Regions from separate parts of the Mus musculus genome. Here region 1 is linked to region 2. The links are chromatin contacts, called in public HiChIP or PLAC-seq maps. All regions are on one chromosome and are shown on one strand. Each heading gives the region's core, a stretch centred on a gene start, on an enhancer-like site or on the middle of the called end of the contact. The rest is flanking DNA. Distances are from core to core; before and after follow the strand shown. Region 1 holds the start of Rab3d (RAB3D, member RAS oncogene family). Region 2 holds the start of Icam1 (intercellular adhesion molecule 1).

Region 1 (5,001 bases), core at 1,218-3,717, 900 kb after region 2:
GCTTGATCCTCTTGTCATGTCGGTAGACCGTCTTGACCTTGAAGTCGATGCCCACTGTGCTCACGAAGGCAGGGGTGAAGGAGTCATCGGCATAGCGGAACAGGAAGGATGTCTTGCCCACGCTGCTGTTCCCGATCAAGAGCAGTTTGAACATGTAGTCAAAGTTCTGGTCAGCAGCGTCTCTTGGGCTGGCAGGGGGCTCACTAGCGGATGCCATCTCAGTGGGATCTGCTTGGAGGGGAGACCAGAAATCCTGATGTCAAAGAGGGGACTCCTGTAAGAGGGCAGCTTCCGTAAGGGTGAGTCTATGGGTCCATTGGTTTCAAGAATCACATCTTCCGACACGTGGATCTGGGATCAAACGCAGGTCATCAGGCTGGGCAGCAAGTGCCTTTTCCTGCAAAGCCATCCCCTAGCCCTAGTTTTAAAGTTTTATTTATTTTTATTTATTTATTGAGACAAGGTCTCACTCTGGAGTAAGACTAAGGCTGCATATGTGACTGGTGTATGGGGTTGACAGGGACGTGGCTCCACCTCGGGGCTGTAGTTAGAGGCAGCTGTAAACTGCCTGACCTGGGCTCTGAGAATCTAAGTCAGGTTGTCTGAAAGAACTGCTCTTAGCAGCTGAGCCATCTCTCTACTCCTTCTCATTTTTTCCACTTTTATTCTTTAAGGAAAGATCTCAGGTAGCTCAGGCTGACCTCAAACTCCCCATGTGGTGGATCCCTGCCTCTGGAGCTGTGGATTACAGGTGTGCACCACTGTGCCCTTCTTAATGATCCTTGTGGTATTCATCAACAAACTTCTGCTGAGTCTCTGCACCAGGCATGGGTCTCTGAAGAGACACAGCTGTGCATAAGAAAGAAACACCACAGTGAGAGGGCTGTGGTTGCTATTTAATCTTTACACAAAGGTGAGGCTGAGGGCTGGGGAGTAGAGCACTCACCTGCGTTTTCAGCCCCAGCACCCAGCAAACCAGGTGTGATGTGCACACCTGTAATTTCAGCACTACAGAGTGGAAACAGAGTACCAGGCGTTCAAAGCCATCCTGCGTTACATTGGAAGTTCCTTACCAAACTGGGGTGGGTTATATGAGAACTTGTCTCAGAAAGAAAGGAAGGGAGGAAGGAAGGAAGGAAGGAAAAAAGAAAGAGAGAGGGACAGAGAGAGAGAAAGAGAAAAAGGAAAGAAATATGGAACCTTTATAGTGGAAGGTTCAGATCTTCTCCCTTCAGGTGCAGGACCAGGTAACAGGTGAAAACTCAGGGCCAGTTGGGGCTGGGGGGCCGTGGTGGTGAGGAAGTTGCACGGGCTGCAAGCTGGACTTTGCCCAGTGCAAGCAGCTGGTATGGCCAGGTGTGTAGGTGTGTGTGTGACTGCCAGCTAGACAGAGCCCCTTCCATCAAGGCTTGGATGTTGAATTTAGCTGGTGCTTGCCTCTGGGGTGCTGTCCTGTCCTCTCCAAATCCACTGTAACCCTTTCCCTGTCTCCCAGGGTGAGGGTAATTTCTATATATATAACATAAGGTTTAAAGGCCCAGTTAGGCTCCCAAGTGGGTATCTACCATTTTATTTGTCAAAGGGGCCGGGCCTGGCTCCCTCTTGGCCAAAGCTGACTCACCCCAGCCATGGTCCACAAAGACAGGACTGAAAGTCATCAAATCCAAGAGAATTATCCTAGCCACTTAATGACTGCAAAACCCACCACCCCATATCCTCCTGTTTATATCTTCCCACACTCCAGCATTCTGTTTTATCCAAATCTAGGGTGTTCTTCCAAGCTCTCCCCCACCCCCGCCCCCACTTTGCTTTCTCCAGCTGTCTAGCTTAGAGCTGCTCTCCGAAGCCCAAGCAAAAGTATTTCTCAATGGCCTTCGGTGTTTTCTGTTTCTCTACTCCGTGCATTTCTAAGGAGAACGCAGCCAACCCCACCCTGTGTTCCGGGAGAACGGGTTTGAGGCGTCCGTCGGGCAGGGCCTCCAGGCTGGCCCCCGCCCCACCACGGCTTCTCTTCTGGGCCATCTAGGGGTCCCCTAGCCCTCAAGGTTGGCACCCGAACAGTCACTGCACTGCGTGCACCAGCAAGTGCCTCCCCCATCACCATATGGCGCCGTCGCTCGGCCCCAAGCTGGGCTTCTCGCCCACCCCGCCACCGTTCGCAGAGCTTGCCGGGTGCGGGGAACCCAGAAGAGCCAGCAGCACTGACAGGGGGTGCGGGACCCAGGCTCGCGCGGACCCCAGTTCAACCCTGTCATAGTGCACGCGCGTATCAGCGGGTTGGCAGGTGCACTCGCTCCTGGGCTCACCTCGGGTCCCGCCTTGCACACCAGGATCCGCCCACGAAGTTGCTACGGCCCCGCACAGGGCTGCGACCCTCGCCCCACAGCTGCCGGCGCTGCCAACACTGACACCCGGATCCCGCGCCGGCTCCGCCCAGGCGGAGGGGGCGAGGCCGCAGAAGACTAGGCGAGGTGAGCGGGTGGGGCCTAGAAGGGGCGGGGCGCCTTGAGAGTTGGCGCCCGGCGGTGGGCGTGGTCTTACGGGTGTGGGCGCCGCCAACGGAGCCAGGAGATGGGCGTGGCCTGTCGGAGGCTTGGACGCCACAAAAGTCCTAGCTGAGTGGGCGAGCCTTGCAGGCGGAGGTGGGGTCTGGCAGGGGCGGGGCCACCTCAAGAGGCGTCAGAGGTGGGCAGGGAGTTGAGAGGATGGGACCTGGTAGTATGGTAGGAGAGGGGTGGTAGGGATCTGGGAGTGCAAGTCTGTGGTCCTGAGCTAGAGCCCAGAGGAGCGGGAAGAGGCATTAAGTCCCATCAGAGCCTCTCTTTCCTAACTAGAGGTAGAAAACATTTTCTATGCATTCTGTGTTAACAGGAAAACCTCAGCAGCTGAGTTCTATTCCCATCTCCCCTTTCTAGGACTGTGACTCCTGACATATTTAACCTCTCTCAACCTCAATGTTTCCCTCTGTCGAGTGGTTCATAACAAGATTAGTGTAACCATAGTTTTATTCCTTTTACTTTTGGGGGCTGGAGAGATGTCTCAGCGGTTAAAATCACTTGTTCTTGTTGAGGATATGAGTTTGAGTCTCAGGACTCACATGGTGTCTAATAACTCCAGTTCCAGGAGACCTGACCCTTCTTACTTCATCAAACTGCAAGAGCCCACGTGGTGCAGACAAAACACTCATGTAAAATAAAATTTAAAATTCTAAAAATTAAAATTTTTTTGTTTGTTTTCCAGGCTTGCCTCAAACTCCTTAAGTACCAAGAGTAAATGTGAACTGATTCCCCTGGCTCCACCTCCCAAGGTCTGGGATTGAAGGTGTACAAAGCCATGCTGCTTTACACGGTGCTAGGGATGGAGCCCAAGGCTTCTTATATAGAGAGTGGTTACTCTATCTCCCCAGTGCTGGCCTGAATCCTAGGCATAATCCCCGTTCCACGTGGGAGGAGTCTGGCTCTAAAGGGTGCTAGATTCTTCTGTTCAACATGCCTAAGGGCTCTTGGAGTTAAAACATGTTTTAGAAATAAGGAAACTGGGGCTGGAGAGATGGCTCAGCAGTTAAGAGCACTGACTGTTCTTCCAGAGGTCCTGAGTTCAAATCTCAGGAACCACATGGTGGCTCACAACCATCTGTGATGGGATCTGATGCCCTCTTCTGGTGTGCCTGAAGACAGCTACAGTGTATTCATATATATAAATAAGGAAACTGAGGATCAAAGAAAAGTAGATATTTGCCAGAGTCCACACAGCAAGATTTCGAATTCAGTTGCTACTAAGCCTGATATGAGGGTTTCAGGGACCAACAGAGTAGAAGGAGAACCAATTCCCACAAGTTGTCCTCTGATCTCCACATGCAATAAACAAAAGAATAAATAAATGTAAAAAATCAAACAGAGCCGGGTGTGGTGGCACATGCCTTTAATCCTGGCACTGGGGAGGAAGAGGCAAAGGCAGGTGGATTTCTGAGTTCGAAGCCAGCCTGGTCTACAAAGTGAGTTCCAGGACAGCCAGGGCTACACAGAGAAACCCTGTCTCAAAAAAAAAAAAAAAAAAAAAAAAAAAATCAGACTTTTAGGTATGGTAGCTAACATTTGTAATTCCAGAATTTGGGAGGTAGAGGAAGACAGAAATCAGGAGTTCAAGGTCATACTCAGGTATGTAGTAACTTCAAGTTCAGCCTGAACTCAGAAGAGACTCCATCTCCAAAGTTATCTGCATGTGTGTCTAAACAGGTGAAATGGTGTATTTCTGTCATCCTAGTACTAGGAAGCTGAGACACGAGGACTGCCATGAATTTGAGGCTAGCTGGGTCACATAGTAAGTTTTAAATCAGATTGGCTACATAGTAATAAGAGCCTGTCTCAAAAATATAGAGACTGATATAGTAGCTCCTATCTGTAATTTTAGTACATGAGAGGTGGAGGCAGGAAAATTCTCAAGTTTCAGGCCAACTTGGGCCACAGGATTCCAAGTCAGCCTGAGCTAGAGACCCTGCCTCAAAGCACATACACACAGACCATTATCACACACACCATTACCACACAGAAACTTGAACGTCACTGCTCACTCAGATGCCTAAGGGAACAAGAGCTGCCTCCAAAGATTTAACATGAATTGTGCCGGAGAGTATTAGCTAGGAAGAGCTGAGTTATTCCTAGAAACAAGCAGTCCCCAAAGACTTCAGGATATCACTCACCCAGGTTCACAGCTCGGAATGGATGCTAGGGGCTAAGGAAAGATGTTCTAGCCTGTCTTGTAAACGCTTTTAAAAAAAGATTTATTTATTTTATTTATATGAGTACACTGTCACTGCTTTCAGACACACCAGAAGAGGGCATCAGATCCCATTACAGATGGTTGTGAGCCACCATGTGGTTTCTGGGAATTGAATTCAAGTCCTCTGGAAGAGCAGTCAGTGCTCTTAACCACTGAGCCATCTCTCCAGCCAGTAAACACTTCTGCTCACATCTCATCAGCCAAAGAAAGTCATAATGTCAC
Region 2 (4,711 bases), core at 117-2,616:
AGTTGTCCTGGGGTAGAGATTGAGTGCCCGCTCCCCAGACACCCCCCCCCCCCAATCAAAACATCCCCGTGGAAATTCCTTAGGAATAACCAGGCTTCAGGCTTGGGTGTGGAGTGGCCTGGGAGCTGTGGGCTCTGGAGGAAGAGCACACGTGCATCTCGACCTCTCCCTTCCGCATCTGCAGCACGACCTCCTGGCCCAGGGCTGGTCTCCACAGCAACTGTATAGGCGTCTTAAAACAGGAAGCCTCGGGCGTCCAAAGGCCAGTAAGCAAGCCACTGGGTCTTGGAAGACTAGGGTTTGATATCTCTCTTTGTCCAATCTCATTGTTCAAGGTCTGCCTCAGTTTCACTGCGAAAAGCAAGAGCAGTGGAGCACGAGGCAGGATCGGGAGTTCAAGGTCATCCTCAACTACAGGGCGTTTGAGGTCACCCTGAGCTACTTGACACCTGACCTCAAGAAGAGACAGCAGGGGGAGAGATGAGAGGGGGAAGGGGAGAAACTAGCACGGGGCGGGGCCAGAGGATGGAGGAAGTGGGGGAAAGGAGTGAGAAGGAGAGGAAACCCCCCCATAAGGCGCGCTGGGGAGTGGGGGATCTCTGCTTTCTGAGAGGTGCCTCTCCTCTTCGGAGTTCTGTTTCTCATCCAGTCTAAGAAAGGGAGGTGCAGGGCTCCACGCCACAGGACCAGACATCTTCCTTCCTTTTGGGGGAGCTGTCAAGACGCCCCAGAAGTCAAAGCAGAAAAGGGGAACCGAGGCCGCGGGGGCGGGAGCAGTCGTGAGTGGGAGAAGGGAAGTGAGGACTGCCTCTCAGGCAGGACTTTCTCACAGCGGATCTGTCCGGGCCTGCTTGGATCGCTGCTTCATCTCTAGTGCCAAGTGGGTGGAGCATGGTCCTGGGGAGAGGGGCACCTCTGAATGGATGGCGTCCCCTAACGATTCCAGGGAGCCCTTATCCCCGGCAAGGGCATGTCTGGTGGGTTAAAGAGGCTTGCAGTAGTTGGGGAAATCAGGACTTGATTTCGGATCCCTGCGAAATGCCGAGCCTCAGTTTATCCCTTTGAGGGGATGGCGGTCCTGATGTCGCAGGGGACTAGGCAGTAGTCAATCAGTTAACCAGGAGGCGTGACTCCTGGAGGCCCGGGGCCTTCTCTCCGGACTCACCTGCTGGTCTCTGACACCACCTCCCCCCACATGTCATTACTTCAGTTTGGAAATTCCTAGATCGCAGGGGCCAGCGAGGCAGGACCACCCCTCTCTGCCAGGGCACAGTCTCCACCCGGAAATACCGAAGCCCTCGTTCCGGAGGGGAAGGCGCGAGGTTTCCCGGAAAGTGGCCCCGACAGCACCGCCCCTCGGCCCCCCGTGAGCCAGAGACTATAAAAGCGCCGCCCGCCTCAGTCTGCACCCAGTGCTAGTGCTGAGCTCCGCTGCTACCTGCACTTTGCCCTGGCCCTGCAATGGCTTCAACCCGTGCCAAGCCCACGCTACCTCTGCTCCTGGCCCTGGTCACCGTTGTGATCCCTGGTGAGTCCGAGGTGGGGTCGCTTTGGGGGGCAGGTCTCCAAACTCCAGGACCCAGAGCGCGGTCGAAATCCCTGCTTCCCGGCCAGCGGAACATCACATAAATTCAGCTGTTAACGGGAAGTGGGATTGGAAACCCAGGGTTGAAAACTAACAGCCCGGAGTTCGAATCCCACGTAGCATCACTCCATGGGTGGGTTACAGAACCCAAAATCTCGGTCTCTCTCTCTCTCTCTCTCTCTCTCTCTCTCTCCCTCCCAGTCCCTCCCTCCCTCCCCCTCTCTCTGTCCTCTCTCTCTCCCCCTGTCCCCCTCTTCCCCTCCCTTCCTTTCTTTCCTGTTTTGAGAATGATGCCTTGACACGTTAGCCTAGGCTGGCCTTGAACTCAGTCCTCAAGGCCTCGCGGCTCTTCGGGTTACAGGCTCAAAACACACTACTCTCCTAAAACATGCACGTTTAGAACCTGGGCTCATGGTCTGTGCAATGGGAACTGTGGTCACAGTCCTTGTCATGGGGCAGTCAGAATATGGCTGAGGTGGGGAACAGATGGTCTGAGGGGCTGGCCCGTCCTAAAGTGAATCTTGAGGTCCGGTTCCCTCCCCCACAGACACCCGTTCCTCATCCTCACCCCTGGGGAAGTCCAGGCTGCTTCTGCGCTGGGGAATTCCAGGGTTGGTGTACCCTGGAGCCAGAGTGAGCCGGCTCAGGACTCCCCACCTTGCTGCTGCCTGGGGGCGGCGCCTGCCGTCCTCCCAAGAGAGGAAGATTCAGAACTTGTTCAGCAGCTATCAGGAGGCTCCCGACTTGGATTCCCGCAATCCATAACTCCTAGCTGGATGACTTCTTCTTGCCTCAGGGTTCTCCAAGGAGCCCGAATAATTCCAGAAGTATTGAGGAGAGTTGCTAGCTGTTATAGCTGTTATTACCTCCACCAGACCACCAATCATAGCACTGGGATCTTTGCGTGTGTGGGGGGGTGAGGGTGGAGAGATGGGGGAGGGGAAAGCTGAGTTCAGTTTTTTGTTGTTGTTGTTATTGGTTTTTCTTGTTTTTTTGTTTTTTTTGGTTGGTCTTGTTTTTTTGAGACAGGATTTCTCTGTGTAGCCCTGGCTGTCCTACAACTTGCTCTGTAGACCAGGTTGGCCTGGGACTGAGACCTGTCTGCCTCTGCCGCCCCAATGGTTCCATCCCCCACCCCCATTCGTTGTTTACTTTAGTTAAGTGGTTACACTTTATTTACTTATTGTACAGGCATGTGCTAGTGCCACAGCAGAATTGTGGCGCTCAGAAGGCAGCTTGCAGGACCACTTCCTTCCTCCTCCCTCTGCAGGGGCTCCGGGGGCTGAGGGCAGGTGGTCAGGCTTGCTGGCAAGCCCTTTACTGGCTCAGCCTCTTGTTGGCTCCTTTTTTGATGTTTTCACATAGAAACCATGTTGGCCAGGCTGTGTACTCCAGGCCAGGCTAACTCCTGATCTTCCTACTCAGCCTCCCAAGGGCTTGGTTTACAGTCCTGCGCCTTCACACCCAGCTGCGGACAGGCCTCAAGTCTTTGCATAAGTTAGTGAATGCTCTGCTTCTGGGCCCCCTCCCACCCCCAGGACTGAGGGATAACCTCAGCCACCCAAGGAACAAAGCAGTGTCTTACTGTGTAGCTAAAGCTCACTGTATAGATCAGGCTAGCCTCAAACTCACGAGTCTCCTGCCTCCTGAGTGCTGGAATTAATGGTGTGTGCCACCACATTTGGCACTGGGGACACCGTGACCCAGAGGATCTTCTTATTTCACTCTCTTCCTCTTCGTGCTGAGCATCCAGCCCCTGCCATGCTCCTTCTTCTGTCTGAAATTGGCTTCTTCTTCTTCTTCTTCTTCTTCTTCTTCTTCTTCTTCTTCTTCTTCTTCTTCTTCTTCTTCCTCTTCCTCTTCCTCTTCCTCTTCCTCTTCCTCCTCCTCCTCCTCCTCCTCCTCCTCCTCCTCCTCCTCCTCCTCCTCCTCCTCCTCCTCCTCCTCCTCCTCCTCCTCTTCTTCTTCTTCTTCTTCTTCTTCTTCTTCTTCTTCTTCCTTCTCTTCTTTTTCTTCTTCTTCTTCCTTCTCTTCTTTTTCTTCTTCCTATTTGGCCAGAGCCATCTCACCCTCCAGACCTCTGCTCAAATCTGTCACCAAGGAGTTATGTCCTGTTCTGTTCTGCTTAAGCCAAAAAAAAAAAAAAACCTCTTATTAACAACCACTATGGAGTCTGGCGTGGTGGCACAGGCCTTTAGTCCCAGCACTTGGGAGGCAGAGAGAGGTAAGGCATATCTTTTTGTGAGGCCAGCCTGGTCTACAGAGTGAGTTCTGGGGCAGCCAGGGTTACATAATGAAATCCTACCTCAAAAAAAAAAAAAAATCAAACAAGCTAAAAAAGGAAAAACAAAATAACAACAACCCATCCACCACTGAGGCTGGGCTGGTGCTGGGCCACGAGGGCAGAGCGCTTTCCTAGCAGGTCTGAAGACCTGGGCTCCTGTATCCAAGGCTGTCCTTACACTCCATTTGTAACCAAGGACCTTACTCAACCCCTGATCCCCCTGAGTGCTGGAGTTACAGGCGTGTGCCACCACACCCAGTTTCTGGGTGCTGAGAGGAAGGAGCTCAGGCATGCTAGGCAGTCAGCCCAGCCCCTCCACACTCATAATTTGTTGCCTTGTGTGCTGGGCACAATGGCCTCCTGCATGGGGTGCAGAATTCTGCCTGGCTGGAGGCTGTGAGGCCAGCACCTGGCCCTGAAGTCACAGGGATAACCAAACTTCCTCTCATCTCTCCCCCCCTCCCTTGTTGTTCCAGGGCCTGGTGATGCTCAGGTATCCATCCATCCCAGAGAAGCCTTCCTGCCCCAGGGTGGGTCCGTGCAGGTGAACTGTTCTTCCTCATGCAAGGAGGACCTCAGCCTGGGCTTGGAGACTCAGTGGCTGAAAGATGAGCTCGAGAGTGGACCCAACTGGAAGCTGTTTGAGCTGAGCGAGATCGGGGAGGACAGCAGTCCGCTGTGCTTTGAGAACTGTGGCACCGTGCAGTCGTCCGCTTCCGCTACCATCACCGTGTATTGTGAGTGGCAGGGCCAGGGCCTGGGAGCAGGGAGACTCACTGGGCACATGACAGCCTTGAAAAGTCCCACAGTCACTTAGAGATCTCTTTAAACATCTGCCAGCA

Evidence for each region. HiChIP or PLAC-seq counts read pairs in DNA pulled down with a chosen protein or histone mark.
Region 1: a contact with region 2 is called in an H3K27ac HiChIP or PLAC-seq map of microglia, with 6 times the contacts expected there. The contact joins the promoter of Rab3d here to the promoter of Icam1 in region 2. A contact is called at or near these places in 2 of 115 datasets of contacts at active chromatin or transcription factors (large pre-B cells and microglia).

The regions. Positions count from the first base shown.
Region 1 is chr9:21,915,716-21,920,716 of GRCm38.p6, forward strand. Rab3d (RAB3D, member RAS oncogene family) reads right to left here and starts at 2,468. Exons shown (of 5, transcript NM_001324531.1): 1 at 2,307-2,468; 2 at 1-228. The coding sequence starts at 217.
Region 2 is chr9:21,014,574-21,019,284 of GRCm38.p6, forward strand. It overlaps Icam1 (intercellular adhesion molecule 1), which reads left to right and starts at 1,367. Exons shown (of 7, transcript NM_010493.3): 1 at 1,367-1,528; 2 at 4,346-4,606. The coding sequence starts at 1,462.